2 separate regions of the Bombyx mori genome follow, and region 2 is linked to region 1. Evidence: chromatin contacts called from public Hi-C data. All regions are on one chromosome and are shown on one strand. Each heading gives the region's core, a stretch centred on a gene start, on an enhancer-like site or on the middle of the called end of the contact. The rest is flanking DNA. Distances are from core to core; before and after follow the strand shown. Region 1 holds the start of LOC101745881 (glycogen-binding subunit 76A). Region 2 overlaps LOC101745881 (glycogen-binding subunit 76A).

The links. Hi-C and Micro-C count contacts between places; a contact is called where the count stands out from the background.
Region 2: a contact with region 1 is called in a Hi-C map of whole pupa, with 5 times the contacts expected there. The contact joins the enhancer-like site here to the promoter of LOC101745881 in region 1. A contact is called at or near these places in 3 of 7 Hi-C or Micro-C datasets (midgut and whole pupa).

Annotation. Positions count from the first base shown.
Region 1 is chr11:11,022,282-11,024,977 of ASM3026992v2, forward strand. LOC101745881 (glycogen-binding subunit 76A) reads left to right here and starts at 1,393. Exons shown (of 2, transcript XM_004931479.5): 1 at 1,393-1,582. The coding sequence starts at 1,571. LOC119629104 (a long non-coding RNA gene) reads right to left here and starts at 1,498. Exons shown (of 2, transcript XR_005245182.2): 1 at 1,320-1,498; 2 at 1-286.
Region 2 is chr11:11,063,851-11,066,546 of ASM3026992v2, forward strand. The region is part of intron 1 of LOC101745881 (glycogen-binding subunit 76A); the gene reads left to right. Among protein-coding and RNA genes, the nearest start is that of LOC134199692, 4.6 kb to the left of the region's middle. Within about 2 kb of position 1,306, at least 6 of the 8 cell types and tissues checked have open chromatin away from gene starts, as enhancers often do.

The DNA.
Region 1 (2,696 bases), core at 143-2,642:
TGGGTCATAGTGGGTCGCGATATCGATACGCTAACAGATTCATCTGCGAAGCAGATGTTTTTGAGCTGTTAAGTCTGTTCGTAGGTGTTCGGGCAGCTGTTAGCAAATATAGACTCTTCTGGCTGGGCCCATGCTCGTCCACCTGCCTTAGTGAAGCTGGAAATGCTTCTGGGTCAATTACTCTCTCTGCATTACAAAAAAATTGTGTTGCTACGCGCCCGTTTCCGTTTCACGATCACGTCTCCACGCTTGCTTAACCTCGATTACTTCTGACACAGAATATTCACTGGAAACAATAATAAAAAAATCGATATTTCTGGTAATCGATTTTTTAAGCTTAAAATACTCACATGTTAAGAGTGTCACTCACATGTAAAAGTAACTAAAGATACTGTGTAGTTAAGAGAACTCAATAGAAATTACAAACACGAACTCTCAAATCTGTAACTTTTGATAACTAGTTTTATGTAGCCCATTTAAAATCTTGTATAATGGCTTAGTTAACGGATTATCGAACACACATAATACATATATTAAACTGTTACTCGTTTTTCTTACGGCTTTCTCTTTGTAACTAGAGCCGTATAAGTGAGGCAGTCTGATCGATTTTCAATCTACAATATTTTTAGTGTAAAATTTAGCATTGTAAAATATAATCTTGAACTGTGAACAATCGTGATGTTGAAATTAATATTTTCATCTAGAAAACAAACATACCATAAACATGTTTGTTTACAACAATATTACCTTAATGTTTACCCTAAAACGTCAAGAGTTTCTGGGACAGTAATCACAAAAGTAGTGTTCAGAGCTAGTGAATTAAAACTTTATTCGGCCTTAATCGTCGTAAATCATTATTGGAATAAGGCTGTAATATAAAACAGAATAATGACGTCAATTTTGCAGGACGCGCATTGCATGCGTTTTAATGCGGTCAGCTATATTGTGCCGGTCAAATTTAGATGTATGTAAAATCTTGTGCCAAATTTACGTAATGCGAGGCGGCTCCTGCCTCCCGCGCCCGCGCATCCGCCCTGCATCAAACGTCCGACCTACTATTTATATATAAATGTGACATTGTTTTGATTGTCGCAAATGCAAAAGTAATCACATACGTAGTACTTTTCCATGCGAAAATCGTTAACCTCTGAGCGATAACGTGGAGAGAGTTCGAGCTCGTAACATACAGAGAGCCCTTTATTTAATTTATTTAAATTATCTTAGAATAAAAGGCATATTATCTTCGCTTCGATCGCCCAACGTTACCAACCCATTTAATCAAATAAATATTTATGTTCATTAAAAGTTAATAGGATTACCAATCTATTAAGATAATCTTTACTTTGTGATGTACTCGCCAATAAAAACCCCGTCTTCAAACTCCTGTCAGTCTGATTGTATCCTGCAACGGATTCCGACGTGCGGCACATTCCAAGGCTCCCAGTATTGTACAAGAATAGCTTCCACAACGATAAATGTCCACCGAATTCACGCGATTAGACTTCGGTAGTGTTATTATTTAAAGTAAACAAAATTGTGCTGGACTATGTGTGTGTGAGTGTTCTGTGATATGGATTTGCGGGTGAGTGAGTTAAATTAATGTCAAGTCGTAAATTTCCTTTCAATAGAATGTAATGAATAGCTATTTACTGAGTTACCACTAAATGCAACTCAAGAAATTCTACGTTTGGATAGCTATTTTTACAGATAAACATATTTTATATTTATATTACATTTATTTATACTAAAATAGTATTGTTTGAAATGTTTCCGTCTGTACCAGGAGTCCGGAAAAAAAATAGTATTTAATCACTGCACTCATTGACAGTGCGTTATCAGGTATTCTTTTTTATGACATACCATCTATGTTCTCTTCACTGTTTTTCGTCAGCCCTTCATATCCATCCATCATCATCAGCATTACATCGAGACAAATTTCGAATCGAGATGAGCATACGCTTTCTTGATGTTGTGGTCACCATGGTCATTTGGTATCATCGACAACAGTAACTATCGCTCAGCCCATGCCACTACCATAAACAAGACCTCGTGATATTTGTGAGCAGTAACTACACCATATTAGGCGGCCCAAGAGCTTAACTTTAATTCTAAGCAACAAGAATATGTATAAAAACATTTAATTTTTATCAGACCTAGTGTTGTTACCTATAACTATCCCTTATTTGACTTCATTTAAATAGGCATTGGATTTTTCGTTTATAACTCTGCTGCAAAGTAAAAATGTTTATGTTGTTTGTTATTTATTTTCATTATTGTTGCATTTTACTTCTAGATATCGGTAATTCTCTCTACCTAGATTTACCTAGATCCTCTCTCTACCTACCTATATCTTAACGTTATCTCTTAGGCTTAGATTCGAGCTTAGATGCTTTAATAGTAGTTCTTCGGTGTTATTACGAAAGGTCCTATTCATAATTAATATCAATATAAACAAGAATAAGAGAAATTAACGATCCATTACATTCGTTTATATTTTGATCAAATTATTATCTATCTTATATATCTTAACACTCGAAGTTTAAAAATAATTTTATTATAAACGTAACCGCGTATTATAAATATTGAAATTATTTAGATTTAATATAAAGGTAATTAATTATATGCTGAGTTGAAATGAATGAAGAAAATAATTTAAATGTGCCACGAAAACTTCAAAGTACTGTTTATTGTTTTAA
Region 2 (2,696 bases), core at 56-2,555, 41 kb after region 1:
AAAAGCCGAGGTTCTATGTTTGACAGTAATATTCCCGATCCTACGGACAGAATGAAAAACAGTCAACGTCGCCCAAAACACGTCAACTCGAATCCTCGCAATCCACTAACGGTGCTTTTACGTACCTCAAGCATCGTTCTCGTCGCACCCGTCGCCGCATCGCTTGCGACGAAGGGCTCGACGAGTAAATTAACCCACAGACAGTCCACTGAGTTTTTAGCCGAATTTTCTCAGTGGGTCGCGTTTCCGATCCGGTGGTAGATTCTGCGAAGCACGGCTCTTGCTAGGGTTCGTGTCAGCAACGTCGTCAGGTTTGAGCCCCGTGAACTCACCTACTAGTTAAGGTTACGCTGAAATAGCCTCTCAAGGCTATTAGTTAAGATAGGAAAAAAAAAGAAAAAAAAACCGATAAGTAAGTTTCTGAATGTTTACTGATATCTCCGATATTTCTGAATCAGGTTCCCGTTGATAATGAGGTAGTCTGTAGTCTTTACTCTGAGTGAGTACTGCCGATGAATGGTGAGAACGTTTGCGGTATCTTGAGTTGACAAGGTTATTTAACCTTGTGTTTTGTTTTATAATTGGACAAGGTCATTTAGATCTTCCGAACAAATCCGATTTAGTGCAGACTATTAAATATGATGTACTGTACAGATAGACGATTAGACAGATAGATGATTGCTGGTTGGTTAACAACGGACAATGTGTTTTTAAATTAAGTTTTTAGCAACGCTTGGTGACTTGTAATCATACATTAAATTCGCATTGTTGCAATTGTCCGTAACAGTAAAATATGGTTCTAATCACAAAAAAAGCGGTAGGCAGCGGCTTGGCTCTGCCCCTGGCATTGCTGAAGTCCATGGACGACGGTAACCACTCACCATCAGGTGGGCCGTATGCTCGTCTGCCTACAAAGGCAATTAAAAAAAATAATTCAACAATATTAAAATAAACACAATAGAAATAGTATTCTGAAGGCTTTGGATAAATGGCACAGTTTATTCATATAAAAACACTAAGATTGGTTTCATAATATATTTCCACGAATGTCTAACTAGCGCGATTGTACATAATATAGACCCTTATAGATAGCTTTTTTTTGTCCTATTCCAATATTCGCGTTAAACAGAGACATAAATACTTTTCGGACAGAAACATCGCGTCATGTGCACAGACTTAATGCTATTATTATCGGACATATAATATATTGATAGTTTAGTTAGTTCATCAAGTGGTCACTTACGTACAATGTAACACGGGCAATACAATTCGCTTGCTGTCTTATCGGCGAGGTCGATGACCGTTATATCCATTTCGTACGAGCTCCTTACAACACGAGACGTAAGCATTCCTAACTTCTGTGCGCTTATCAACTTTATCTAGGATAATGGAATAATTATCATTGACGTTTATTTAGAATTATTTCTGTGAAATTTTTGAACTTTCTAATCCGATAACTAGATTATAGTTTCGAATATTGAATAGCGTTGCAATATCATGGTCTTTATCACGCCAAAAAAACAACCTAAAACCTAATCATAATTCTATATTACGTATTTGATTTATAATTATTATGTAAGAGAAGAATTTTCATAGCCTTGATTTTTTTTGTTACGAGTCTGTATGACGTATTCTAAATTAATTATGTGTGTATTTTAGTTCTACGGACACATATTTATACTATAACAATAATTCTGTTTTAATTACAATCGGTAGTCAATATAGTATTATTGTAGTGTCCTCATTTTTTTACTAATTTGATGAGGTATGGATTATGGTGTTATTAAATTAAATGCCCCCAAGTATAAGTATATAATACATAATATATAATAACTATATAAGAATACATATATAATACACGTATAAGTTACAATAATAATAAAAAAACAAAAAAAAACAAATTTCATAAATAAAACACAAGAATCAAACTTGAAACTTGTAAATTTTTTTTTTCAGTCTCAGTTCAGCTTAAATTCAGTTAAGTTAACTTTAGTTTAAAAATCAAATCATCGAAATGATCTTGCTAAAATTTATTGTGGAGTTAATCTGAAAGTATATCCATTTCAATCGAAATCGATTTATAAATAACCAAGTTAACTGACATAATACATTATAATCCAATCGAATTTAGCGGGTTTTTTAGTAGGTGACAAAATAACAAATTCTTACTATTCAATTTCTACTGTAAAATTCATGATTACTTTGCGGTATAAATAGGCACAAGGCGCTCTACCACCAAATTCATTTTCATTTTATTAGTGAGGTTATTATAGGTAAATTAAAATATATTTTTTCGATCGAAATCAATCTGTCATTGTACATTATTTTCGTATTAGAAATTCGAATATTCTAGTAATGTTTTTTTTATGTATTTTTTATTGCTTAGATGTGTGGACGAGCTCATAGCCCACCTGATGTTAAGTGGTTACTGGAGCCCATAGACATCTACAATATAAATGCGCCACCCACCTCGAGATATAAGTTCTAATGTCTCAGTATAGTTACAACGGCTACCCTTCGAACCGAAACGCATTACTGCTTCACGGCGGAAATAGGCGGGGTGGTGGTACCTACCCGTGCGGACTCCCAAGAGGTCCTACCACCAGTGATGACGCAAATTATAATTTTGCGGGTTTGATTTTTATTACACGATGTTATTCCTTCACCGTGGAAGTCAATCGTGAACATTTGTTGAG